Regions from separate parts of the Mus musculus genome. Here regions 1, 3, 4, 5, 6 and 7 are each linked to region 2. A link is a contact called in public promoter capture Hi-C data. All regions are on one chromosome and are shown on one strand. The core of a region is the stretch at or near the end of the contact, and the rest is flanking DNA. Distances in the headings are between cores, read along the strand shown.

Evidence for each region. Promoter capture Hi-C pulls out the DNA fragments that hold promoters and counts their contacts.
Region 1: a contact with region 2 is called in a promoter capture Hi-C map of hippocampal neurons, with 2.7 times the contacts expected there. The contact joins the enhancer-like site here to the promoter of Mtf1 in region 2. A contact is called at or near these places in 4 of 39 promoter capture datasets (the C10 cell line, hippocampal neurons and liver) and 2 of 115 datasets of contacts at active chromatin or transcription factors (astrocytes and large pre-B cells).
Region 3: a contact with region 2 is called in a promoter capture Hi-C map of pre-B cells, with 2.4 times the contacts expected there. The contact joins the promoter of Psmb2 here to the promoter of Mtf1 in region 2. A contact is called at or near these places in 2 of 39 promoter capture datasets (liver and pre-B cells).
Region 4: a promoter capture Hi-C map of pre-B cells shows a contact between it and region 2, with 3 times the contacts expected there. The contact joins the promoter of Map7d1 here to the promoter of Mtf1 in region 2. A contact is called at or near these places in 3 of 39 promoter capture datasets (cranial neural crest, hippocampal neurons and pre-B cells).
Region 5: a promoter capture Hi-C map of pre-B cells shows a contact between it and region 2. The contact joins the promoter of Trit1 here to the promoter of Mtf1 in region 2.
Region 6: a promoter capture Hi-C map of pre-B cells shows a contact between it and region 2, with 6 times the contacts expected there. The contact joins the promoter of Pabpc4 here to the promoter of Mtf1 in region 2. A contact is called at or near these places in 3 of 39 promoter capture datasets (the C10 cell line, liver and pre-B cells).
Region 7: a contact with region 2 is called in a promoter capture Hi-C map of liver, with 2.9 times the contacts expected there. The contact joins the promoter of Sh3d21 here to the promoter of Mtf1 in region 2. A contact is called at or near these places in 3 of 39 promoter capture datasets (hippocampal neurons, liver and pre-B cells).

The regions. Positions count from the first base shown.
Region 1 is chr4:126,130,692-126,134,354 of GRCm38.p6, reverse strand. All of the region lies in intron 6 of Stk40 (serine/threonine kinase 40), which reads right to left. Among named protein-coding and RNA genes, the nearest start is that of Eva1b, 15 kb to the left of the region's middle. Within about 2 kb of position 2,399, at least 233 of the 459 cell types and tissues checked have an H3K27ac peak or open chromatin away from gene starts, as enhancers often do. A contact at or near this core is called in astrocytes, hippocampal neurons and liver, where this site is marked.
Region 2 is chr4:124,800,691-124,804,771 of GRCm38.p6, reverse strand. It overlaps Mtf1 (metal response element binding transcription factor 1), which reads right to left and starts at 2,223. Exons shown (of 11, transcript NM_008636.4): 1 at 2,129-2,223; 2 at 1-112. The coding sequence starts at 61. It overlaps Inpp5b (inositol polyphosphate-5-phosphatase B), which reads right to left. Exons shown (of 24, transcript NM_008385.4): 24 at 3,261-4,066. The coding sequence ends at 3,951.
Region 3 is chr4:126,676,182-126,680,351 of GRCm38.p6, reverse strand. It overlaps Psmb2 (proteasome (prosome, macropain) subunit, beta type 2), which reads right to left and starts at 2,709. Exons shown (of 6, transcript NM_011970.4): 1 at 2,507-2,709. The coding sequence starts at 2,597.
Region 4 is chr4:126,254,464-126,258,255 of GRCm38.p6, reverse strand. It overlaps Map7d1 (MAP7 domain containing 1), which reads left to right and starts at 1,937. Exons shown (of 18, transcript NM_001347198.1): 1 at 1,937-2,239. The coding sequence starts at 2,194.
Region 5 is chr4:123,015,130-123,018,961 of GRCm38.p6, reverse strand. Trit1 (tRNA isopentenyltransferase 1) reads right to left here and starts at 2,369. Exons shown (of 11, transcript NM_025873.3): 1 at 2,179-2,369. The coding sequence starts at 2,352.
Region 6 is chr4:123,280,865-123,284,849 of GRCm38.p6, reverse strand. It overlaps Pabpc4 (poly(A) binding protein, cytoplasmic 4), which reads right to left and starts at 1,939. Exons shown (of 15, transcript NM_130881.3): 1 at 1,043-1,939. The coding sequence starts at 1,235.
Region 7 is chr4:126,161,130-126,165,066 of GRCm38.p6, reverse strand. Sh3d21 (SH3 domain containing 21) reads left to right here and starts at 1,726. Exons shown (of 16, transcript NM_001162533.1): 1 at 1,726-1,842; 2 at 1,944-2,101; 3 at 2,202-2,265; 4 at 2,496-2,614; 5 at 2,801-2,891; 6 at 3,044-3,099; 7 at 3,287-3,332; 8 at 3,444-3,544; 9 at 3,646-3,732. The coding sequence starts at 1,839. Thrap3 (thyroid hormone receptor associated protein 3) reads left to right here. Exons shown (of 12, transcript NM_001356455.1): 12 at 1-985.

The sequences.
Region 1 (3,663 bases), core at 1,150-3,649, 1.3 Mb before region 2:
TTCTAAAACCCCACTGTAGGCCAAAGCCCCCCAGGACACTCAGCACTGGAAGGGTGGAGAACTTTTCTGGCATTTTCAGGGTAGCGTAACCTCCATGGGCAGGTAGAACCAGGAGACGGCACAAGAGCCCTTGTTTAGGAACAACTCCAACCTTGGTCTCCTTCCTGCTTCATGATAGGGCATGCACACACCGCTGTTGATATAGCGTGGTGGGATACCCATGAGCTAGAGATGGTCAGCAATGCAGGTCTGCATCTTCACTGGTTCAAGGCCTCCAAGAGAGAAGGTGTACTCAGAAACGGAGGGCATGCACTGTGAACTGGTGATGCTGCTAGGCTGGGATCCCCTTGGCTCATCGTTTTGAACAGGAAGCCTTTAGAAGAATTCTGGGCTCCTGCTGCATGGACTTGTGGAGGCTCAGCACATAGAACCCACACTGTGTAGTAAAGGAGGGTTCATGACACACCACCCTGAGATTTAACAGAGCACTGTGGGCTAACAACCACACCACATCATGTACAAAAGGCATATTTCAAAGGCACCACAAGACAATGTGATATCTATTCCCAACAACCTTTGTGGCTATTCGTTTGTTTCCTGTAGTGCTAGGGGCCAAAGCCAGGACTTGTACACACTAGAGCTCTTTCACTGACTATGTCCCCAGCCCTATCTCCAACAACTACCAGCCCTTGCCCTGTCACTGACTATATAGCTTCCTGATGGCCCTCATTTGGAACAGAGGTCCTGCTGGGAGGTTGACACTAACACCAGAGGAGGAATGTGGCTCTCGGAGAGTGGGTAACACTCATTTAGTAAGCAGGGGCCAGTGTCCCAGGAGGACGCTTAGTGTAAGAAGGGAGGCTGAGCAGAGGCAAGAGGTGCCTCCCAGTGACTGTGGAGGCGGCTCTGGGCTGGCCTGGGGGAGCCTAACTCCCTCTGCGGAGACTCAGGCGCACGCTTTCCATGTATGCCCACTTACTGTTTGTTTGTTTCCACCTCTGAAGAAAACTTTTCAGATAGGACAGCTAAGACCCAGAAGGAAAGGGACCTGCCCGAGATCACACAGATTGTAGCACTGGCAGGTAGGACTAAGCCCAGGCCTGTTAGGCCCCAGACCCCCTAGGAAGTGCCCAGCCCCCAAATGACTTTTCCTTCTGTTCTAGCCAGGCCGACTCATCTCTTGAGTTTCAGACTGCCTTGGCCTTAAAAAAATAAAAAATAAAAAAGACCAATTCCTCCCTCACCCCCAAAGTCTCCAGGCAGGCGGCTTTTGGCTCGGAACCTTTCTAGGAAGCTCATGGTGTGGTCCTCGCAGCTGGGGGTGAAGACAGCCCTCGCCAAGAGGCCTGTGGGAGCACCGGTGAAGAGGGGTGTCTCTTCCTAGCTGCAGTGCCACTGCTGAGAATCAGCAGTGAGGCACTCAGTGAGGGGCCTTGAGCACCTCTTTCTAGAACAGTCTCCAGGGAGGGTGGAGGGTGGGCTCAAGAACAGGGTATATGGCTGCAAATGGATTTCCCCAGGAGCTGCATCCAAGAGGCTCTAAGAGCCCTTCAGCTACTTCAGGGAATTCTGCTGGCAAAGGGCTTGGTGCAAACAAAAGCCAGTCTGTCCTCCACATTTCCCATTGAAGTGTGGGCACCAGCTCTTATCCAGGAAGTCCTACAGAAGCCTGGTTGGTGGCCTGCAGGCTAGAATGTAAACAAAGGGTCTCAGCAAGGGTCATCTGCACATCTAGATGCAAAATGCCCCAGCTCTGAGCCTCCTATGCCACTGCTCCACACAGGACTGCACAGCTTTACAGAACAGCCCTGTGTGTCTGAACTGGCCACTGTAGCCACGAATGGATCCTGTGGTCTCTCAGAGGATCCTCAGAGGAGGCTTAGGGTGCTGGGAGGATAGCTCAAAGCAGAGGCAGAGAGTCTGAGACTCAGATGCCCGGGCCTGATCCTGTCTCTGCATTTCCTTGCTGGGTGAAGGTCTTGGGAAACTCAATGCCCTTTTCTGTGAAGGGGACTATGGCAGAGCCTGACTCTCAGGACTGGGCAGGCTCTGAACAGGTAAGATGGCCCTCCATGGGGTTGACAGAGGAAGCTGTCAATAGCCTCTCACTCTCTGCCAGCCAGCATGCCCAGGAGAGCCCACAGGAGACCGACTCTGACATGAGTGACAACAGGCTCTGGAGGCTCTCCCACAGGAAATGCCATGGTCAGCCCAGAGACCTCCTAAAGCTTAGCAATAGTGGCCTGCCTTGCCACTACCACCACCCACGCTGGGAGAGTGGCAAAGAGCTCCCCAGGAGCCCCAGACCCCCCAGTTAGTTGGTCCTGAAAGGAGAGCAAGAGCATCGAGGGGTGGCGGGGCAATGTGCGTCAGCAAGGCCTGCTTTGGGTGAGTCACACTTCAGCTATGGCCCCTGGGCTACCACAGTGTTCTGCTTTTCTAGGAATTGGTATGCAGCTTGCCTACCCAAGAGGAAGGAGGAGAAGGAACCCACAGTCAGCCTCACATAACCCCAAGGAGGACTTTAGACATTTCAGCCCTTGCTTCCCCGTTCCCTTCCCTGGGGCTCTCGTCCCATTTGTCTGCATTCCACTGGCTAGCACAAGAACCTGGCAGGGTGGGGGAGAGAGGGCTGGCATGCCTGGGTACTTAAGTGGAAGGTAGCTGGAGCCTGTCTGTCCTAAGTGAGGTGCAGTGAGCACTCTGCAAGCTGAAGATACTTGAGACCTGCTACAGCTATACTGAGGGCTCCAGAGGTGTAGAACCAGGGGCTGGGAGATGGGAGAAAGCAAAACCACCAGTGGAAGAAAGAAGCCTAGCACACTAGTGTAGTTAACAGCCAGGAACCCAACCGTGTGTTTCCATGACAACCCCTGGGATGCTCATTTAGAGAGCCGGCAAGCCAACAAGCAGCTGTTATGAAGAGCCTGAGCTCTCTAGTCCAGCTGGTTGGGACATGGGTTTTGCAATGTCCACAGAAGGCCTAGGACAGGCAGGACCCAAGCTTTCCTTTTTCTCACTCATATTCATACGTACATACATACGTATGTATATATGTATATATTATGTGTGTGTATACATATATGTATACACACACACACACACACACACATATACATAAATACTTTTTTTTAAGACAGGGTCTTTCTTGCTTATATAGCTCAAGCTGACTCAAGCTTGTGATGCCCCTTGCCTCTGGCTTCCAAGTGTTAGAAACCAGGCCTAAGCTCTCGCATTCAGATGATAAACTCATTCTCTCTAAGGCAATACCCTCTCCACAACTTGCCAAGGTGGCCAGCACCCTCTAACACCTGCCTTCCTCTTCGAGTCCCAGCCAGGATTGGAGGGCCCTTGGTCTCATCCGAGAGGTAGGAGCTCCCGGCCCATTCTTCTGTTTCTCACTCACAGGAACCTCAGGTTCTGATAGAATTGACATTCGTGTGTTCTTAGGAAGGGCCAACCCCAACCTGGCAATTTTACATCTGTATGTATCTCAGGCTGCTCTTTGTAGGAAGGTGGAATCACTCCACTTCTACAGATGAGAAGCAAGCGCAGAGTTCTGGTAACTAGAGACGTGAACGAATTCACTGAACAAGTAAATAAACATACAAGAGGCGCAGTCGGCGGTGCAGGGCGGGCTCTGAGCCAGGTCCGACCCCCACA
Region 2 (4,081 bases), core at 974-3,473:
TTAGGTCATCCTCCTCTCCCTTAAAGAAGATGATATTGTCGTCTGGACTGTGTTCCCCCATGGCTCACGTGTGCTCAGCCCAATTGTGAGAAATGGAAAGGTAACGGCCTTTCTGCAATAGATAACACCAGAGTTAGAACCACAGCCCAAGACACACCTATGTCCTCAAGGGATCCTTAGGGATCACTTTCCCTCATTTTAAAGAGCAAAGTGCTAATCCCAGACTTTGGAATGCAGAGGCAGGCAGACCTCTGAGAATTCCAGGCCAGCATTGTCTGCATATCAAGTTCCAGGCCAACCAGAGTTGGTGGTGAGACCCTGTCTCAAAACAAAGAGAGAGAGCAATCCAGGCCTAGGAATGGTGGTGAATGTCTTTAACCCAGCACCTGAGAGGTTGAGTAAGCTGGATCTCTCTTGAATTCCAGGTGAACCAGAGATACACAGTAAGAATCACACACACACACACACACACACACACACACACACACACACACACACTCACACACACACACACACACACACACACACGCATGCCGGGCAGCGGTGGCGCACGCCTTTAATCCCAGCACTTGGGAGGTAGAGGCAGGCGGATTTCTGAGTTCAAGGCCAGCCTGGTCTACAGAGTGAGTTCCAGGACAGCCAGGGCTAAACAGAGAAACCCAGTCTCAAAAGAATCAAACACACATACTCAATCACACAGAGGCAAACCAAAGCAAAAAAAAAAAATTATGTTCCTTGGAAATACTTAAAATCTGACACAATCAGTCACTGACAAGGAAAAAGCAAATCTTTTTTTTTCCCCCAAAAAATTCAAAGTTGGCATTCACAAGACCTTCTACTGTCACATACTTTAAAGATGGATCTATGAAGCTAAGGAGGATAAAAGAGCAAACAGGTGGCTGTTTAAAGAAAGAGTGGCTACAAACCTTCAGTGAGGTGCTCCCGTCCCAATGCCCTCCCTCCCCGCAAACACACCGTGAGGCAGTGCCACGGCCTCATGTAGTTGGTGGTGCAGAAACAACACTCTGAACATAACCACCTCCAAACCCTCCTTTTGCCCTTTACTGCTTGGACAACCTATCCGTGCCTGCTTTTCTACAGTGGGACCAGGGCTTCCTGTTTCATACAGAAAGAGAAACTGCAGGTAAAGAAAAAGGGTGGCTTCCTTCTGTCATTTCTAGAACACATCAGGTGGAGGGGCTAAACCCTAATAAGGAGTAGCTGATGCAAATCACTTTAATTATTTATATCGTAAAACATGATCTGGACCAGAGAGTACACTTGTACAGAGTGACTAGGCTTTCTGACCCGAAAGGCTGACTTAACATAAGCAATACTGACACGAGCAGCTCAGGAAATATCAGCAAAATGAATGACAGACATGCAGACGGTCTCTTTTTGAAGATAGCCTCTTGAGGAAATTACCAAATTTGAAGCTTTCATGGTCTGGAATGGTGATTCCTCCTTCACCCGAAAACACACAGGTTCTACAAATGTGGGTTTGGCAGACACAAAAGGAGAATTTAAAATAACCAGCACATCACTTAGTTCTCAACCTGGTTCTGCACTTTCTCTTCAGCTCAAGAGTCGGCAAAGTGAGCCTTTACTAGCCGGAGTGACAAGCAGGCGAGGTAGTTACCAGGCACAGGTCAAGGGATCTAATCTGAGAGGAACCAGCCCGAACCTTTGCTTACGCAACCCCAGAAATACACGTTTCTCGGTGTCTGAGAGGAGAGATAAGAGACCCGGTGGGCTGCCCCGGGAAACGCAGAGACCAACTTTCTGTAACAAGACCAGGAGGTGTGAGGGTGGCCGAGGACTGCGAACCCAGCACCTCTGAGAGACTAGCATGAGGACCCTGACCGGGAAAGCACCCCTAGTCCAGGGCTACAGAGAAAAACCCCGAGGCAGTCTGGGGGCTACGAGCTGGGCTAAGAGGGGCAGGGTCCGGGTCTCCATGGAAACAGAGAAGGGGGGCTGGATACCCATCCCCATGGAAACGGAGGAGGGGTGGGGTCCCTCGGGTGAGTGGAATGAAGTCTCAGCCGGGAATGGCTACGGCAGGGAGCCCCAGTCCCGCACCCCCCGGATAGTTCCAGCCCCAGCCGAGTCCAGCCTCTGCTTTTACCTCCGCGGCTCCCGGCAACGGCGGCAGCAGCAGCTTCTCCCCTCCCAAGCGGCACCATGATTGCCCCCACCTGTCCCTAGCGTCACTTCCGCTTCCGCTTTCCGGAGGAAGGAGAGGCCCGGGGAGCCCTGGGCCTGCTGCTGTTCGTGATTGGCTTCTACTCTCCAGGGGGCTGAGACCGCGCCTCTCCCCAGCGGGCTGTGGGCGGAGCGAGTGGAGTCTGGCGCTCCGGTGCCGCACCGGGAAGCTGACCATAGAGAGCGGGCTGTTTCGAGCGCGGGAGGATACGCGACATCAGCGGTGAAGTCGAGGTGTTCTCAGCCCCAGCTGCGTCCACAGCTGCAGCAAGAAGGCTGCAGTCAGCCGCCGCCTTCCAGATGCGTAGGCCAGCCCACGGCATCCCTCTCCTCGCCCCACTGTACCCACGCAGCATAGTTCACCTGGCTGAGGCTCCCCCCCAGGACCGGAACGCTGAGCAGAGCCCTCCAGAAACTTCTCGTTCTCACGCGCCCGCGGGAGCTAGCGGTTCCAACCTTCCTTAAGGAGGGTTTTTGCTCTAGAAAGGGTCAGCGCCACCTACTGGCCAGTCCCCTGTCAGCTCTTAACACTTATCCTACCCACCCTTGAAATCCACTCGGTGGTAGCAATATTTCAAAGCCCAAGAAGATACTTTTCTCGTGTTTCTATTATATTCCTGTATATGTAATTTTTAGACTCTCACATAAGCTAATGCTTATTTACCCCATGAACGACTTCTCTCGAATGTTTACGTTGGAGCAGTGCTCTTAGAGGCTAGATCAGGGTTCAGGCCCAAACTGCTGTGCCATTCCCTCTGAGTAAGGTTGAATAAGTGACTCTGGCGCACCAGCATGCCACAGATCAGCTGCTCTGTTCTTAAGCCACAAAGGACTAGCTGCCAGGAACTACCATCTCTTGAGAGAGGAGGATTGGGGAAGAGAAGACCAACTGACTGCTCTGACCTTAGAGTTCTTTTGAAACCAGAACCCACATTAGATGGCTCACATCCAGCTTCAGAGAGATCTGAGCCTCTGGCCTCTCCTAGCACATTCACACATGCATGTACCACCACCACCACACACATACACATAACTAAAAAAAGAGAGAACCATAGTCACCATTAAAAATACATTTTCATTAAAATATATTACATATATGAGAGGTGCTGCATTATATACAGTTGGGAGGACTGAATATCCTACAAAATCCCACTTGTTTCACCAGAACCCCCTTTCTTCAGTGCTCTTGGGGGCGACTGAGAGGCCTTGGAGTTGAGCAGAAAGGGAACAGGTGCCCTATGCATGAACATGTTTGCGGCTTGGACAGTGGAAGCATCTGGATGGCTAAAAGTTGTTTATCCAGGAACCTCTAAGCAGAGTCCTGCCGCCCCAAGCCATTCTCCTTCAGGGACTTCAGTTAGTCCAAGTATCTGACCATGAGATGCTCAGTACGGGATATGGGGAACTCACTGACTGCATGTCCTGGAGGCTGGCTGAATAAGGCAAAGTACAGTTACTTAAAACTTTTAAATAAAAATGAATAGGGAGCTATTTGTGTTAAATAACTAGAGTTGAATGTGGAACGTCAGTTCTACTATGGTGGATTGCCCCCATGTCTTCACAAGTCAGCATGGGTGTGCTAGCCAATGGCATGGAGAAGGGGCAGGTCTAGGCTCAGGTAGAAGAAACAGGTGGCTGCCATTCTTCCAGCAGCCTCAGACCAGCTTAAGGCAGTTCTTGAGCTGAAACAGGTGGGGCTGACAATTGTGGCTGCCTTAAGGAAAACAGGAGAGGAGTAGTGAGGCTCAGAGTGGACCGCAGAGGAACTGGTGAATAAACTCTTGGGCCTTCTTCTTTTCCGCCATGTCAAGCTTTTGGTGACGAGCTGGGTTCCGGAGCAGTAAGCTGCCAAATATGCTAGCTGTGCATGACAGAA
Region 3 (4,170 bases), core at 1,460-3,959, 1.9 Mb before region 2:
GGATGAAATTATAGGAACGCGCTATGCCTGGCTCTCCTTGTCTTGGCTTGAATCCCGTGTAACATTTATGGATAAAGGCATGGAGCACATCCTCCTTTTCAAAGCCATCCACACAGTCACTGTGAGGAAACAGAGACCCCGCAACTTGACATCCGCTCCACCTACTCTTCATGCTAAAATCACCTGCTGTCAAAGCAATGGACCAATTTACTCTCAAAATGAACTTAAACCTTTGGAGACTGGCTCACAAAATAACTTCTACAAACTAATCATAAAATTTCATAAAGTCTCTTGAGAGACAATTAATACCATAGAGGTCTGATTTCAAGTCCTTCAGAAAGAACAGAATGCAAGCAAAGCTCACAGCATTCTCTCTCTATCCCCAGATGGAAGCGCCAGGCTCACACCAGATAGGTAGGTGCCTTTGCTTTGTGAGATCGGTTGTGGCAACTGTGCTTTTTCAGTTCTGACAACGCACTTCAAGGAGCTCCAGATCTAAGCCTTTTTCCTCCTGGGATCTAGGATTCACTGCTCTTCACTTTCAAAGCTTTCCCTAATCTCTCCCCACGGTCCATCCCTAAAGTCTCCTCCTCTTCTTCTTAAGTCTCCAAAGCTTGACTGCTCTAGTCTCAACTCAGCAAATACTTTCTAGTTTGTGTTACAGTTATTTTAACACACATCTGACTTTTACTGAATTACTAACATTGTGTGTGTGTGTGTGTGTGTGTGTGTGTGTGTGTGTGTGTGTCACACATAAGTGTATGGGTGTACCTGTCTCACCCGGGACAGAGAAGGACATCAGGCCATCCCTCACCTTATTCTCACGCAGCAGAGGCTCACCCTTTGGGCCTGACTGACTGACTGACTGGTCAGTGAGCTCCCAGGATCTGTGTTTCCTGCTCCCAAGTAGGGACACAGCCATGCCTGTTTGATCTTTTTTCTTTTAAGTGAGTACTTGGAATTTAAATTCTTCATGCTTACACAGCAAGCACACTGACCTACTCAACTATCTTCCCAACTACATAGTATTCTTTTTTTTCTTCCTCTTTTCAGTCCCTAGCACTGTAAAGAACACAGAGAGGCATGAAACTTGTCAAATGAACTTTTAATCCACTGAACAAAAGCTAGATATCTTTCAAACAGTAACATGCCTATGATCAGTCATGAAAACACTCAAGATTCTGTGGGTCAGTTGTCACTATAAAGGTAGTGAAGTTGTTAAGGGTAAAAGAGATCATTTTGCATAATGTCTACTAACTTGTTTTTGGAGTGCTGAGGCTGGGGCCTTGTATATGGTCGAAACATATGTTGCCACTGAATTGTAGACTCAGTCCCAAATTACACAGATTTGAACCTAGGTTCTACCACCTGTAAGCTTAGAAACTTTTTCTTTGATAATTTTAAAATTTTTATTTATTTATTTAGAGACTCTCTCTCTTGTTCTGCACAGGTGCACATTGCCACAGAACAGGTGCACAGGTCAGAGGACAACCTGCAGGATGTTGGGGTGGGGTCTCTTCCTCTGCCATCTGGGTTCTGGGACCAAACTCCGGTTGTGAAGCCTGGGCAAAAGCATCTTTACTACTGAGTTATTTCAACATCTCCTTAAGAAAGTTTTGTACATATACACACATATACACACACACACATACATATATACACATACATAGATATGTATACGCACACATATATGTACACACACACACATATATATGCATGTGTGTTATATATAATATATACTATATCTATACATCTTAGTTATACATATTCTGTCTCCAAAACTAACTGCAAGAAGGGCACATAGTAGAGCCAAACTTTTAACAAATTAAAATGTTAACGATGGACACACCTGATACATATATGCTTCAGTTTGTTAAGTGTTTGTCCAATGCTAACTCCTTCACTCAATCCTCTCAACAAGTTTTGAGTTGGTTATTAGTAATTTGAGAGATAAGAAAATCTGGGCACGGGAAAAAAAATAACGTACAAAACTCACAGAGCAAATAAAGAGAGGCCATCTCTGCTGCATTCCACTATTTAACGACAAGTAAAATCTAGCAGCCAGGGAAAGGCGGAAGAGGCTCTGAGGTGAGCCACTGAAGACAGCGGAAGCAGAGTGGAAATGCCAAACTCTGGGGAGTCTCACTCTCCCCAAGATCCCACCTTAGGGCACCCACAAATTATAACTTCTATCTGGGGCGACTGAAACTTGCCAGAAATTCAGAAATTGGAGGCGCCGGGCACACACTTGAGCTCTCATAAACTTAATTCCCTCACGCTGAGCAACTCTCACCTAGCAAGCCTCATCTGACCCAGAATCCCAAACTAGAGCCCTAAGCTTGTCTGCCGGCTCCCCCGGCTTCTCAATCCTGCAGTGCCAGCAGGGCAGAGCACACTGGGCTCCATCTTCCAAGCTGCCCAGAGGGAGGCCCACGGTCCCCTTCACCAACTCCCGCCGACTGCCCCTCCAGCCAGGCCCGCCGGGCCTCCCCCTGCTTCCTCTCACCGTCCTTCATCTGGACAATATTGCTGGCGGCCACTCGGTCGGAAGCGACGAGGACATAGTCTGGGCCCTGGATGCCAATGAGGTACTCCATGGTGCCGGGAAGCGGGAGGCTGCAGAGGCCACGGACAGGGACACTTCCCGGGTACACGACCTCACCAGTGAGACAGCACACCCGGACTGAGCTGGGGGTGACGCAAGACGCGCGACGGCCCAGTCACTGGCGCGGCCCAATGACGTCACCTCTCGCGAGAGAGCAGGCGGGAGCTTGGGTGCTTTTCCGCGCTGAGATTGCGGAGTGGGCTGGTCTAGAGGTGTGGTTTGGAAACGTAGCTGTGGGTGATGGGGCGTTGCGTTTCCTTATCTACCAAGTCGAATTTTAGAGTTTGCACGCAAATCAAGCCGTACCCTGTGTAAGAAGTACCAGCACGTGTGGGTGCTACAGAGGAGAGGAGGTCTTCAGCTTTCTGGTTTTCATTTCCTTGCTCGTTAAACAAACGGGAAAATTTTCCCTGCAAGCCAGATTGAAGAACAATTTCCCCGAGCCATAGAGTTAAGGACCAGGGGAGCAGCCTAGGACAACACATCTCAAAAGCAAAACAAACAAACAAACAAAAAACCTACTTGGCGGTGGTTCCCTCTTGAAATCCTAGTACTGGATAGACAGAGGCAGAAAGCACGTTAGTCAAGCCTGTCCCTCGAACCCACGGTAGAAAGAACAGACTCCCCAAAGTTTTCCTCTGACCATCACACTAGCGCGTTCATCCCCAATACAAATAATTTTTAAAAAAAATTTTAAATTTAAATATTTTACTATACTTCTGTTTCATTACATTTAAAATATTATTTTAAAAATGTATTTATTAATGTAAATGAGCTAAATACCTAATAAAAATGGGAAAAAAAAGTATTTATTTACACTCCAGCCATTGCCCCCCTCCCCAAAGTTCCTCATCCCAACAAATTTTTAAATGTTCACTTTTATTTACTTATTTTTTATATTTTGATTTGTCCCGACAGGATTTCTTGGCTACTCTGAAACTCACTCTTATAGACTAGGCTGACCTCGAACTCAGAGATCCACCTGCCTCTGCTTTCTGAGTGCTGGGATTAATGTATTGTGACACCACCACCCGGCCTTTTTTGAGAGATGGGGTATTACTACTATGTAGCCTTGGTTGTCCTGGAACTAATTTAATTGTGTTGACCAGACTAACTTCAAATTCACAAAAATCTGCCTTCCTCTAACTCATCAGTGCTAGAATTAAATTCCTGATCCACATGCCCTACATGAAATATTTTGGAAAGAGTAAGATAGGAAATTAGGGATGGACTGGAGAGATGGACCCGTGCTTAAGAACACTGGCTGCTCTTCTGGAAGACCTGGAATCAATTTCCAGTACCCATAAGGCAACTGGAAGACAGCTATCAGCAACTCTGGTGTATCTCTGTCCTCTGAAGGCACTTCACACACTTGATGCACACACATACATTCAGGCCAAAACCCCATAACACATAAAGTAAAAATAATTCTTTTAACAATAGAAAGGGTAATAGAGGAGAGACTACAATTAAACTGCATATAGAAATGTCTTAGTGAAACTTGTGACTTTGTACAGTTAATATACTTGTGCCGGCTAGTCCTCTGTCAACTTGACACAGACTAG
Region 4 (3,792 bases), core at 688-3,187, 1.5 Mb before region 2:
ATTCTAGCACCAGGGAGAAAGAAGGTGGATCTCTGTGAATTGGAGGCCATTCTGGTACACTGGGTGAGTTACAGGCCAGCCAGGGCTACACAGTGAGTCCCAATCTAAATATATTTTTTCTTTTGTTTGTTTATTTATTTATTTATTTATGTGTGTGTGTGTGTGTGTGTGTGTGTGTTTGTGTGTTGGTTTCTCTGTGTAGCCCTGGCTGTCTTGGAACTCAATCCGCAGACCAGATTAGCCTTGAACTCAGAAACCTGCCTCCCGGGATGAAGTACATTCTTAATTCTACATAGGAGTGCAGAGATCAGAGAGCAACTTGCAGAAATTCGTTCTCTTCTACCATGTGGGTCCCAGGAATCCAACTCAGATCATCAGGTTTGGCTGAAAGCACCTTTACCCACCAAGCTGTTTTTCCCCCTGAAGCCTGTCTTGAAAGTCTGATCCTCCAGCCTCCACCTTCCAAGTGCCGAGATTGCCGGCCTGTGCCATCACGCCTGTGCCATCACGCCTGCTTGATGTAGTGCTGGAAATCCGAGCCCAGGGCTTAGTGCACGCTAGGCAGCCACTGTGGGCTGCACTGCACCCCCACATCACTACTGCTGTTTATCAACTTTAGAGTTTCAGGAGACGTGTCACTCTCGTTGCTGGCCTTTAGCACCATCCTTTTCTAAAGTCACTCAGCCTCCACCTCGGGCGAATCTTCCCTCCCCCCTCCCCCCAGGGTTCAAAGCGCCAGTTACTTACTACTGGGATAGAAACTGCTGCTAGGTTGCCTGAAACTTCTCCCTTTCCCTGAATCGTACTCCCTGCCCTCTCCCTTGGAATGACTGTTCTGTGGAGGTGCTCTAAGGAAGGAGGGTCCAGTGGTTAGGAAGGGGAAGGAGAGACAGGGAGACAGTGCCTCCCTGGCCCTAATCTGTGGACAACTAGAGAAATGACCTCCAGGTCAGGACAAAGAGCAGGGCTAGGATAGGCAGAGCCCAGCGGCCCCTCCTTCCTCCCTCCAGTCTGGTCCTCTCTGCACCAGTACCTCTACTATCGATCCACCTTCCCAGCAAGCTCCCTGCACCCTGTCCGAAGCCAAGCCCGACTTGGCTCGAAGCCCTCACCTCAGCGGGCGGGCATTGAAACAGGAGATAGGAGAGCCCACTCCAGAGCCCCGAGTATTTTCGGGGAGGAGGGTGAAGTGAGGCTTACTACTCTTTATCGCGACGAGCCGTAGGAAAGAAAAATCCTTCTGGAGAGATGTGGGGGCGGGGGATGGGGGTCTTCTGATGAAGGTAGGGGAGGCTCTAGGCTAGGACCACCCAGTTTGGATCAGGGAGGGCCCCAGCAGATTAGAGACCTGAGTAAAGCGCCTTACAGGGTTGTAATTACTCCCAGAGAAACAGAGAAGACACCAACCCTAGGGTGCAAGAGGAAAAGCGCCTTCGCAGCCATCACCAGAAAAGAGAAAGGATAGCCCTTTTAGGAGTCTCCATGAGACCGTTCTTCAGGCGTTGCAACGCCCCCCCCCCAATAAAGATTTTTGTCTGAGGCAGGCTTGGGAGAGAATTTAGACTGCACGCTAGAGCCTCCAGCATCCAGAGAGAGAATAGGGGATCCTAACCCAGCACCCCACTCCCCTAGTCCCAGCGGCCGGTGAGTCACCCGAGAGCTCCCTACATAGTCTTCAGGCGCGCGGCACGTACCAACGCGCGGCCGCAGGGGGAGTCAGTGTGGCCAGCAGCGTGCCCCCAGCTCGGCGTCCGCCCTGCGGCGACCACAGAAGGAGCATCGTGAAGTTCCGGGAGCTGCATCGCAGGGCGGTGTCGGAGCCCTCTGGTTGTGCCCGTGGTGGCTCCGTACTCCATCACTGCGGGGGCGGTCATCCCCCGCGCACTTGGTACATTCGGAGAGGCCAGGCCCAGCCCGGGCGGTACAATAGGGTTGGGCCGCGACCAGGACTGGGCCGGCGCGGGGCAAAGGAGCAGAATCGCGGTCGCGGAGGACCGACCTCGGGTAGCTGGCTACTCAGAGCTTCGTTAGCCACCGGCCTCTACCTCTCCCACTCGGAACGCCGCCGCCTCTGGGTCTTTGCCCGCTGGGCGGGCCGGGCGGGATGCGCCGCGGGACCCTGGTCCTGGCCTCCGGCCGTCGCCGCCGTCGCGGCTGAGACCCTCCCCCAAAACCTCCAGTGACGCCGCAGCCATGGAGAGTGGCCCGCGTGTGGAGCCCGGCCCGGGCGCACCCGCAGGTAAGCCGGGAGCCACACAAGAGCGAGCCCGGAGGGGGACCGAGTAGCCGCAGGGCGGCCGAGGATGAGGCTGGCGGCTGGGCGGGGACCCCTCCCCCCCGCGCCCTCTGACCACTTAGAAGTTTAAAAATAAAGGCTGTGGCCGCTGCCGAGGCTCCGGGCCACGGACGCATCTTCTGACAGCTGCCTCCTCCCCCCAACCTCCGCGCCGGGAAGCACGGGGCATCGGGATCCGTGGGAACCCGGCTAGGGATTCGATGGGGTGACCCTTCTGCCGCAGCCTGGTGCTATCCTCTCGTCCCCACCCCCACTCTCCTTCGAGATCCACCCCAGACTCTGAAGATCCTCTTTTACTGAGCTGGAGCTACTGTCTTCTCCATCCTCCGCGGGCACGTGTGACCTTAGTCTTAATATGTGTGTTAGGGTACCAGATTCTCAGGTCTGGAACTATGCATACCGAAGCTAGGCCCTCGTACCCCCACGCCCAGGCCCTGGCCCAGACCTCGCCCCCACCCCATCCGTCCAGCTGCCGCGCAAAGGGCCTGTTGCTGTTGTGGGCCGACCAGGAGGGGAGGGAGACGAGGGGGAGGTCTTTAGCGGTGGCTGCCAAGTAACCCGCCGGATAAAGGCGAGGGGGAGGGGGAGGCGGTATTGTTTGGGGCGCGGGTGGGAGCTGGGGAGTGGGCCGCCTTCCCAAAAGCCAGGCCTACTTCAGAGCCCACCCAGTCTGATTTGGGACAGGAGTGACAGAGGTCTGCCGGCACCACGTCACTTCTTTGGGCCGGACTCTGTAGAATGAGGTGACCGCTCAAGGATGGCACTCCCTACATGCCACATCATTCCCTCAGACTGAGGGTTTTTGGATGCTTTACACACACACACACACACACACACACACACAGAGTCTCAATGCCCTAGACCACCAAAGCTCTCCTTTCCACCCCTCACCCCACCAACCACCAGTGTTCTGGACTTCTGCAAACCCCATTCTATCTGGGAGCAGCTGACGAGGGGGTGGGGACAGAATTCTGGTTGGGCCCCGTGTTGGAGGGAGGACTCTTTCTTCCTGGAAGGGGAGGGAAAAGCTTGATTACTGAGGACCCAAGTCCTGATCCACTCACACAGTCATCCCCACATTTCCAGAGAGTTCCCAGCCTAATCCTGTCACCTCCCTGCCCCCTGGGGTGTGGAGCCCCGGATTGAGAGCATCTATAGGGGTGGAGAGCACCCAGGATGAGGTGGGGGCTGCTTGGCTGTGGGTGGGCTCCTCCCTGTGTCTTCGTGGTGCTTGGTGGGGATCTATGACATGTAGGTGGAGATTGGTGGGCTTCTGGAGGTTTACAGACTGTGCTGGCAACGAGGGTGGTCCAGTTTGTCTTGGTTCCACGGAGCCTGAGAGGGGACACCTAGGGAGGCCCAGCCTGGTCTAGCCATCTGCTTACTGGTATTTTGCACCTGAGAGTTCATGGCACTGGGGTGTGCACGAGAGCCCAAATGAGGGCAGGGACACAGCCTTAGCCGGGGCTGGTTTATAATTAGGGCACTTGGATGAG
Region 5 (3,832 bases), core at 1,120-3,619, 1.8 Mb after region 2:
CAGCACCCATGTGGTGGCTCACAGCTATCTCTAACTTCAGTTCCAGGGGATCTGACTCCCTCTTCTAGCTTCCACAGTCACTGCATGCTTGTGGTGTGCCGATATACATGCAGGCACAACATTCATACACATAAAAGTCGAAAGGAAGGGAGGGAGGGAGGGAGGGAGGGAGGGAGGGAGGGAGGGAAGGAGGAACTGAGTATGAAAACGAATGCTTCATGCTGTCTTCTGAACATGACATGGACTCGGTGGACCTGCATCAGATCAGTGCAGTCGAAATTCTGTTGCGGATGGAGGAGAAAGCCTGAGGCTCCAACCCTAGCTGAGGTGAGATCAGCAGCTTCTGGCTGCTGGGGGAGGGGAGTGACGGGTTGTGGCCACCCTCACGCAGGCAGTGCTACTCGGACTCAGTAGATGGGAATGTGGGAGGTCGGTGCTGGGAGAAGCAGATTCTGTCCTTCTCAAAACAGATTGGGATTCTCAGAAACAGACAAAATGGTGAGCTGCACCTAAGTAGTGACACCCAAGGTTGTCCTCTTGCCTCAGCTTCCAAAAAGAGTGAAGATCACAGCGTATGACACTTTGCCCAATTTTAAGCTCTTCTTTTATAATTCATACTGACCTATTTGTTTTTCAATTTGTATTTGTGTGTGTGTGTGTACATACAGACATGTATGTAGAGGCCAGAGAGGTCAGGGTCAGGGTCTCCCCAGCCTAGGCACTTCTTTAGAGACTTTCCATGACATTCATTGATTTCTCCCTTCTCAAGAATTCTACCAAATTTAATAGTCTATCACGAAATCCAGCACTTGTAGTCTCTTCTGATCTTCTGAACCCGCCCACCTGAAAATGCTCTATAAGTAGCTCTGTTCACTTATTAGCTCTGTCTTACTCTATGTTTAGCCAGACTAACATTCCCCAATATAAGGAGTTTGGTCTAATGTACATATACACACACACACACAGTCACCATAGTTTTCACTGTTAACATATTTTTTAAACACTTGTAATAAGTGCTTCACATATATTTCATTTAATGATCACAAGGTTGTTTTTTATATTCTTCCTATTTTAGCAAAGGAACAAAGGTATCTTTGTTCATGTAGCAAAAAGTTGGGGGAAAAAAAATCTGGCTGAGATTCAGTTCAAGCTAAACTCTTTATCTCCCTAAGCTGGCACAAAGCAGGCTGCAAACAACTATTTGTTACATTACCTTACCTTTTAGTATAAGCTGATGATCTTATCATGGAAAAATAAATTATGAGGGTAGAAACAATGTCAGGAGCCTTATGAGGTAAAGTGGGGCAAAGAATTAATTACTAATTTTAGGTTACTAACCATGAGTTCTGCGACTGGTTGTATATGTTCGACACCTTTGAACATGCCTAACAGCTGTTGTAATTCTTCTCACATTCACCCAAAATGTCACCTACTCTCTAGCTCAAATGCTCCTACATCCCCGAAAGTCCTCTCGCAAAGAGGACAAAAGGATTAAAAAACAAAAACAAATAAACAAAAAAGCCCTCAGGTTCAGCCAATATTTACCACAATGTCTGACCTTCGAGCTGGCCTCCCTCTCTCCACTGTAACACTCCAATGTCTCACTTATTAAATACTTTAGCCTTGTGATTGTGGGGCAAATGACATTTCCTCCACTTTACAAATATAATATTCAAGTAAAGGGCACTGTTGATCTGAAGTCACGAAGCCAGTGGCTGCCTCTGACTGCTCTAGTGCCCAAGAAGACACTCACAGGTGGCATCTGACTTACCTTGGGCTAGAATTAGAATTATGGCAAAATTTGGGAATAATTAACTTACTGAAATTCACCGGATGTCAACCTTAAACGTTCCACTATCTCTCCTCCATTTATTTGCAATGTGCCACGCACAAGGTCACTTCACCTCCCCAGCCCCCAACATTTTTATCCATAAATGAAACTGTTGGTACTATCTACGAAAGAGTAATGGCCTGAGAAGTTACTTAGCGATCACAGGACACAATGGACACTGTCTGCCATTGGAATGGGTACCTAGCAGGTGTGGGTTCCTTTCATCTGGATCCCCATACGCCTCGAGGTTCACCCACTACAGCCACGCGACAGGGTGTCCCCTAGTCCAGAGGCCCGCACGCGACCTCCAGGGTTCCCAGGCCCCCGGGCCAAGCACGCTGCCATACCTGCATGGAGTCGGCGCTGACGATCTCGCCGCCGAGCCGCTGGCCTAACTGCAGAGCCAGGGTGGACTTGCCAGTCCCAGTAGCCCCGAGAATCACTACAAGTGGCAGTGTTCGCCGCAGGCCTCGGAATCCAGAGCTCACAGGAACTGCTCGTGCAGCAGCCGCAGCCGCCATCTTGAAGGCATCTGAGCATGCGCCGAAGCAGCTGTCCCCATGGCAACAGTCAGTGCGCCGGCGCGGATCTCCGGCTCAGAACGCGGGGAGGGTGGAAAGGAGGAAACTGTGGGACAAAGGTACCAAGCTTAGGAGGCCCATGACGTAACTGCCTTCGACTAGCTGAGATTAGCCCACCGACTTGCTTTCTCAAAGGAGAGATGGCAGCCCATCTAAAATATTTCTGTCTACATTGCGTCCAGGCACCCAATTCTTTTTCCTCATAGCATTAATTCAAGAATAAAACTGTATAACTGGCCTCTGGTTTATTGTCTGAGTTCTACCACAGGCTGTTAATTTCACAAAGACAAGAAGCACATTCTGACTAGTTCATTGCTGAGTCTCCTGTGCCTAGCACAGGCACCCACCAATGATTAAATGGACAGAGAAACGACTTGCCTACCTTAGCGTTGGATTTAATAAGCTCAGAGAGTGTCCGATTCTCAGTCATTCTTCAAAATCAGATCTGTCCAATTCTCAGTCAAGAGCATGGCTCTAATGTTTGAATTCCACACTCATTTAGACACAATCAGAAAGCAGGACAAAGCTCTGCGTTGGCATAAAGCAGTCAAGAGATAGGCTTAAAAGCAAAAGAACAAGCAAGTGAATGACAACCCAAAAATTAGAAGAGGAAGCAGAAGAAAATCAAAGGGTAAAGCAGATACAAGTGAGGGAAAGAAAAATCAGAATCAAGGATGGCCAGACTTCAAGATTCCACACACCACTTTGAGAAATGGCTTTAAGAATCCAGAGAGATGGTTTAACATGTAAAGTTGCTGGCAGCCAGATCTGATGACCTGAGTTCAATCTCCAGGATCCGCATGTGGAAGGAGAGAGCTGATGCTGACCTCTGTACACACACACACACACACACACACACACACACACACACACACACCACACACACTGAAGTTTAAAATTAAGAAAGAATGGTTATGGAACCCGATGAACCTAGATTCAAATTCCAGCTCTCAGACTTATCAGCTGAGAGCTGATTAATTCTCATCAGAATTAATTCCATTAGCAGCATTTTTTTTTCTCTTTGTCTGAAGACTGAACCCAGGCCCCCCCTGGGTGCTGAATATACACTCTAGCACTGAGCTGAGCACACTTCAGACCCTTACTTCACCTCTTAACCTCAGCAATTTTATCTTTCCATTCTTCCAAGGATTGCCATAAGGAAAAGGTGAAATAATGTCTGGAAAGTGCTTGCTTCAAATGCACTGGCACATAACAACCACCATTTGTTAAACAGTTTGTGTTATTATAATTGTACAATCCCATCTGCCTCCCTAAATAAGTAAGAGCAAAAGCCTAAGGGCAGAGAATCTTTCAATAACGTGTAAAGATGCTTAAATACCCCTTCTGCTAACCTCTAGCTAGTTGGGCAGTTTAAGGGGTCTGAGGATGCAGGTTTAGTGGTAGAGCATTTGCTTAGTCA
Region 6 (3,985 bases), core at 690-3,189, 1.5 Mb after region 2:
GTGGCCAATAGAAAACTAGGCTCCAAGCCCTTTAATAGTAGGTATTTCATGGCATCAACTGGACCAACTCTGGTCTCAGCTGCAACCCGGGCAGTCCGTAAGCTTCTGTCTCATGGACAGAGGTAGGGGCCTAGAGATTTTTTGCCACAAAATGGCCTTGTGTCCTGCCCCTGCCCCAGGATTTCTCTGTATAGCCCTGGCTGTCCTGGAACTCACTCTGTAGACCAGGCTGGCCTTGAACTCAGAAATCAGCCTGCCTCTGCCACCCAAGTGCTGGGATTAAAGGTGTGCGCCACCACTGCCCAGCTCCACTTGGTCCCTTTTAATGTGGAGTAGTTTACAGCCCCCGATTGCGTTTCTGGGCTTATTTTGTGGCTTGCCTGCAGCCTCCAGTGCAACCAGGATGGCAGAACATTCCCTGGCAGCCCAACTTGAGGCAGCACAAGTGAGGCAAAACTGCCCAGTACATTCCATGTGACACCTTCCTAGACTTCCTGGGTACACTCCTCTACATCCTTCGAGCTCCATGCAGTTGAGCAAGTCCCCAAAAGAGAGCCTGGTAGAAACAGCTTGACACTAGCAACTCCCCTCAAGGCAACTGGATGAAACTGCTCTCCTTGCTTTCCACTGCCCTAAAGCCATCCCAAGTCAGTCAGTTCAGGTTAGAGCCCCCAGTTTTGCAACCTACACTTTCAGGTGTCATTTCAATGCACTGAGTGCCAGACCCACTTCTACCTGAGTGGGGCTAGACACACTAGAATACCCAAGTCCCTTTATTCGGATCCCGAATTACACAAATCTCCTTGGGTTCCAACCCCTGCTCTACCCCACCCCCACCCAGTAGCCCAAGGTCATCAGGTTAGCAAGTGGTGGGAGACTGAAGCCAGGGTCATGACCACATGCCTGGCTCATTTTGCTTCCACCCAAGGCTTCTCAGGCAACATGCTGTTATGTTCCCCGGTCCTGGCAGTTTGGCCTCCGCCTTCAGGATTCCCAAGGTCCCCAGGAATCTCCCGAATGTGTGCACACCGCTACTACTCACCGTCAGCTGGCTGCTGGAAGTTGACGTAGGCATAACCCAGAGAGCGCCGGGTGATCATATCGCGACAGACCCGGATGGACAGCACAGGCCCCGCAGGGCTAAACTTTTCATACAGCATGGCTTCGGTGACGTCCGAGTGCAAATCGCCCACGTATAAGGAGGCCATGGGGTAGCTGCTGGCTGCAGCGTTCATCTCCCCACCCCCCACGACCCCGAGCCCCGCCAGGAGGACTTCTAACAAGGCCTACTGCAGGACAAAAGGGGCTCCGAGGAGCTATGGCACGCGCCGCAGCGCACAGGTGGCACCAGCGACGCCGGAGAAGGCTGGAGCAGGGAGGCTCCGAGCCGGGACCCGTGTGCGGGACGACTTGCACGGGACTGCAAAAGCCCCAAGACAAAAGGCTCTCAAAAACAATATGGCCCGCTCCTGGAGTTTGTACTCTCCAGCTGTCCTGGCTTGAGGCTTAAAAAATAAAAATTAAAGTAGGAAATCCCCTCGTAAAGGGGGCAAAAAATTTTCAAGAGGCAATCAGATGCTGCGCTCACGGCCGCCTTGGGAACACGCGTTTCGTGATAAATATAGGCCCCGGACTCCCGGCGGTTTACAGTTACAGCAGCCCAGGAAGGGGGAAACCAAATCTTTGCGGGTGCCGGCGAAGGGCAGTGCGGACACGTGGTGCGGCCAGCCGGGGCGCGGGGCTGCCACGCGGCGCAGAGGCGTGCAGGGGCGGGCCGGGCCGAGGGGGATGGCTCACCACCGGACGGACAGACAGACGCTGACGGACAGGCAGGCCGGAAGCTGTGAAAGTCACTTCCCCACGGGCTCCCAGCACAAGTCGCTGTCTGGTTCTTTTTCTTCTTTTTTTCCCTTTTGCTTTTTTTTTTCCTCTTCTTTTCTTTTCTTTTTTTTTTTTTTAAGGTTTTTGAGGCTTTTGTGTTTTTTTTAAGCTTTTTCTTTTTTCTGCTTCAGGCGTGCTGAGCCCAAACGCAACACTGATGGCTGCGACCCGGGGCGGAGAGAGGCGGCTGGAGCCGCCACCGCTCCATTTATACCCTCCCGCCCCGGGCGCTGCTGGTCGAAGGGCGCCTCGAGACCTGGGCGCAGTCGTGCCCGCCCACTCTGCCCCGGGGGCCCAAGGCGGGGCAGTCACACCAGAGTGACCTGGAGCCGCCCGCAAGGTGTCACAGCGTCCCCTTGCGTTTGGAGGACCAGCAGCACGCACCTGTATGATTCTCTTTCTGCAGTGTATGGATTGAGTCATGTCCTCCCCAAGACCCACACGCAGGTATAATGTTTAAAACATCCATGAAATGCCCAAATCTACACAAAGGGATGCTAAAGTACAGCTACTAGGTGGCCCAATACATGGTTGAGCTGAATACGTAAGACATACGAAAGTTTTAAGAACATATAACCTTGAGGTTGGATTTTGGAGGTCATTAGAAATGGTGGTGGTATCTTAGGTGATGAGACTGTTTTTGAAAAGATGAACAAATCTTGCCAAAGCTTTTATAAAACAAAACGTGACTGTCCGCTCCTGTTTTGTTCTGGTGGCACGCCTACAGCTTAGTTTGTGCAAAAGGAGAAGAGGAGAAGAAAGGTGTATTTGGGCTCATGGTTCTTGTATAAGGGAGCTATCTCTAGTGATGTCCTTACAAGGCATCTCGTGGCGACTCATGGCACAACACAAAGAGAATGCATCTGTGCATGTGAAACAATGTTTTTGTTACTATGTAAACGCTAGTTAAGAGTTTACGCTTAGATGATGAAGGGTAATCATTGACTTTTTACCCAAATGAAGGTTTCACTGACCATTTGAAGATCATGTTATCTCATGAGACTAAATATGTGGAGTTATAGCAGTATTTCCTTACTCCATAAGTGCCAGGGACCATTTTTTTTTCTATCCTTATATTCACTCAAACCAGAAATTAGCAAAAGCTAGACAGATACTCGTCTACTGGTTGAAGCAAACAATTGAGGAAATATAAGTATTTAATCAATCAATTCATTCCAATAAATGGCTAATCAGAGCTCCCCCCCCAGCAGATGCCATGGTTGCCATGGTTACCATGGTATACAAGTAAGAGTCCCTCCTTACCTCTGAGAATAATTTCTGGTGACTATATTAAATAAAGAAGCCTTGCTAGGTGTAGTGACTCACACCTTTAGTCTCAGCACTTGGGAGACCGATCCCCCCTGAGTATTTGTGACCAACCAAATGGATATTGCAAGTTCCAAGCCAGCCAGGGCTACATAGTGAGACCGGTCTTTTAAAAAAAAAAAAAAAAAAGCCGGGCGTGGTGGCGCACGCCTTTAGTCCCAGCACTCGGGAGGTAGAGGCAGGTGGATTTCTGAGCTCCAGGACAGCCAGGGCTATACAGAGAAACTCTGTCTCGAAAAACCAAAAAAAAAAAAAAAAAAAAAAAAGCCAAAAAACAACAACAACAACAAAACAAACAAAAACAAAAAACCAAAAAACCCCAAAAACCAAAAAAAAAAAGCTGGAAAGTGGTGGTACACACCTTTAATCTCAGCATTTGGGAGGCGGAAGCAGGAGGATTTTAACAATTTTGAAGTCAGCCACAGCTGGGTGGGTGGTGGCTTGTGCCTTTAATCCCAGCACTTGGAAGTCAAAGGCAGGTGGATCTTTGAGGTTGAGGCCAGCCTAGTCTACAGCCAGGGCTACACAGAGAAACCCTGTCTTGAAAAGCCAAAAAAAAAAAAAAAAAGATTTGGGCTTTATGGCTTTATTCCTAAGATATATTTTTCTGCAAATATTCCATAATCTAAAAAAGGGAGGATTCCAAACACTCTAGTCTCAGGCATTTTGCCTGTTTCTTCATTTAGTGTCTGTCTTTCCCTATACACAAGCCTTATGAGAACAAGACCTTTAAATGACGTCTAACATGGCACAGACTAAATGCTCAATACCTGTCTGT
Region 7 (3,937 bases), core at 477-2,976, 1.4 Mb before region 2:
AACCAAGTTTTCTTCATTGCATTTCATTTGGAACTAAATGGGAATTTGGTTTTCAGTCTCTTCCTGTCCTGAGTTTTATTAAGAAATCCTTTTTTCTTTTTCTTCTTTTTAGGGGATATATAGTAATATTAGTGTAAAGATTTTAATTTGGGCAACTTTGACTCTTAAGAGAAAACAAAGCATGTGAATAAAAATTGAAGTGTTCACCTCAGTTTGGGACCAAACTGCTTGGATCTTGTACAAACCGGTTTTGTATGTTGAGGAGGAGTTTAAGGCCTTTCTGACCACCTCGTGTTCCCCTTTCTACACAGCCATGTATCCCGTGGAGTTGCTCCCAGCCTCCCCATGCACCCTGCTCTGTCTCATTTCTCCTGGGCTGGGCTTCCCATTCTCCACCAGCAGCTCCAGTGTCCCAACCTTTGTAGTCCTGCTGGTCTTCAGCAAGAGGAGTGGAAACTGGAGGGCAGTTTCTGGACGGTTTTCTAAGAAACTTCTGAATTCTATTATCTTTACAAATACAAGATGAGAAAATAATTTTTTCAATATTTTTTATTAATCTTTTTATAAAATGAAAAGAAACGCCTATGATTAAGGATGGTGGTTATGGCTGGGTGGTCTGTGGGGTTGTGTGTTTTTGGGTTTTTCCTTTTTTTTTTCTCTTTAACCTTACGTTTTGGGTTGAAACATTTTCAGATGTTGGGGGGCATCCTCATTAAAGGGTCCTTGTGCTTGCCTTCCGGGGCAGCGGTCCCCAGCAGGTGAACCGCTGCCTGCGCGCATCTGTTGGACGCCGACTGCACCCTCCTCCCTCCCCAGCCTTCGCTCTTGGGTTGTTGTGCATACTTCCCTTTACTTTGCTAATTTCAATAGTTATGTTGGTTTTACTTGAATGATTCATGTTTAGGGGAGAACAAAAAAACACCCTTAAATTTTTGTTTCAACTCCTCCTGCAAATAAAAACAATAAATGAAGTGGCAGATGTAAACGGACTGTGTTTGTTGCTTGTGTGAGTGACCCTGGGTTAATAGGTCCCATAGAATATACCATAGTTTTCGTCTCTGGGAAGAAGGACTTCTTGTTCTCAGTGGAGGCTGTGCATTCTGTGTTTTTGACTCCTCCAAGAACCAAACCTAGCTACCATGCCAGAAGTCAGGACTTTGGCTTCCTTGGTGCTGGGGCAGGGGTCAAGGCTGCAGTGAGCTGGCTCGGCCTTTATATGTTAACCCACAAGGAAGAGGTGAGCCTAGCCCAACTGGTAAACTGGGTGGACCCTAACCTTCAGACTCTTGCCAGCCCTTATTAAAAGTTGATTCTTGCTGCCTTTCCCCAAGGAGAATCTGCAGTAGTTATCAGAAATCCAACTAGGCCCCCAAGTGAGTCGAAGCTTCAGGGGGGGTTGAAGTTTGGAATATACCCGCCATAGCTTTTCAGAGACAGGAGCTAGTATCTCTATCTGGGGCCACTTTCCCAGGAATGGCCCCACCCTGGTATGTACCTCTTCCACCTTCCCCTGCAGCTAAGAACTTGCAAGCCAGAAGAGGGTGGGCCAGGAAATGTTATAAAAGACATAGAGTCTGGCCTAGGTTGGGAGACTTGGCTAAAGTAGAGCTCTTGGGGAAGCTGTTACCCCAGCCCTGGGCTGAGACCCTGGACTCCTCCTTCAAGAATTGGGGCCCAACCTGCTGAGCCAGGCCGCCCACTCCTACTACCTGGATCCTGACCTATGACTCGAGTCTCCGCCTCATCCACATCCAGTCTACCGCCTGGCGGCTTCGCCCGCCCTCCGAGCACCCAATGCCCAGCCTGACGGTCAGGCTGCGCAGGGAGCCCCAGAAGTCATGGGTATGTGTGTGGGGGTTCGGGGTGGGTTCTTCTAAACACTTTCCGAAGGGCAAAGTCCACGGACGTCCCCACAGCCTTTCTTAGCTCGCTTCCGCCCGTAGAGGTCCTGGTCCTGGCCAGATACCGAGCGCAGACGGAGGACGAGCTGAGTCTGGCTCCGGGGGACGTGATCCGGCAGGTGTGCGCGGGGCCCGCTCGGGGCTGGCTGCTTGGGGAGTTGCGGGGCCGCCGCGGTCGCTTCCCCAAGCGCCTGGTGCAGGTGAGGCCTGGTACGGGTATGGCTGCGCGGGGGAGCAGGAGCGGCCCTGGCCTCAGCCTCGGGCCTTGTGCCTAGTGCCGCCCCTATGTGATTTTCCCAGGAGATTCCGGAGGCCCTGCGGGGCGTCACCGAGTCCAGACCGCGCTTTCCGCGCCGTAGTCGCCGTGAGTCGGGCGCTGGGCCGGCGGGTGGGGCCTCACTGCCCGCGTGGAACATGACGGCTGTGGGTGGGGCACCCGCGGCTATTTTGCAGCCCCCTGATTGGCTTGAAGTACAATGCTCCGCTCGAGGGCGGGGCCTGAAGCTACTAAAGGGAGTTCTGGGGTCCAACTCTTCCCCAGTGCTGCAGACGGGGCTCCCTGCTCAGAGCTGCTTCCCTGCTTGTCTGGCCTAGGTCACCCCATCAACTCTCGGGACCCCCAAAGATGGTGCAGAGTGAACTTCAACTACAGCCCAGAGCAGGCAGACGAGCTGACGCTTCAAACTGGGGAGATTTTGGAAGTGATAAAGGAGGTGAGGGGTCCTGGGGGCACTTGGGGAGATGCTGCAGCTATTCACACAGAAGAAAGTGAAGTAAGGGTGGGGGCGATGGGAAGGGAGGCAGCTGGGGAGGATGTAGTCCTTGGGTAGAACCAAGGATGGACACCTCAGTTACTCTTGGACAGAACCAGATGCTCCCGCATCCTTCCCCTTCCCCAGATTGAGGACGGCTGGTGGCTGGGAGAGAAGAACGGGCAGTTGGGAGCCTTCCCATCCAACTTTGTGGAATTGCTGGACAGTGGGCCCCCAAGTGAGACCGTGACCCTGTGATCCCCTGGGACCAGACTCAGCAATCTTCAGCGATCTTCCCAGTGACCCTCCTGACCTCGTGACCCCTTTGGCCCCCTCCCTTGACCTAGCTAAATTAGCACCTCCCTAACACCATCGATTCTTCTTCTGCAGGCCTTGGAAATACAGACATACCGCCAATTACCCCAAATTCACAGAGGCCTCCTAAGGTAAATTGGGTCATGGTGGGCACAGCCAGCGAATTCTTTCCCCCCTGCCCCCAGAGCTGAGGATTGAACCCAGGGCCTTGGGCTTGCTAGGCAAGCGCTCTACCACTGAGCTAAATCTCCAACTCCCAGCGAATTCTTAAAATGGCTTGACACTTGTCTCATTCCCCCCTTTCTCTGCCCCCAATAGTTGAGCAACTTGACATATGACAGCCCTCCAGACTACCTGCGGACAGGTGAGCCCTCCCTCGGTACCAGATCTATGTGGGAGGTGAACTGGCTAGGTTGTTGGAGGGAGTCACTGGCTGCGGAGGGAAGGGCTACACACTAGAGTGACCTTCTTTTAGTCTCCTGCCCTGAGACCTGCAGGGTCCTATTTGACTACCAACCCGAGGCCCCAGATGAGCTGGCACTGCAGAAGGGGGACCTGGTGAAAGTTCTGAGAAAGGTATGAGAGGATTAGGAGTTACAGAAGAGTAAGGAGTGGGGCCCAGGCAAGAAGAACTTGAGCGATGCTCACCTCCCCCCACTGGCTTGTTTCCTAACCAGACAACTGAGGATAAGGGCTGGTGGGAAGGAGAATGCCAAGGCAGAAGAGGAGTTTTTCCTGACAACTTTGTCATCCCACCGCCCCCAGTGAGTATGGAGTCAGGTATGGGGAGGAGAAAGGAAAGGCAATTTAAAAAAAAAAAAAACCGGGAAACCGAGTATGGTGGTACATGCCTTTAGACCCAGCATTTGGGACACAGAGACCAGTGGATCCCTGAGTGTGAGGCCAGCCTGGTCTATAGAGCATGGATCCCTGAGTGTGAGGCCAGCCTGGTCTATAGAGCACGTTCAG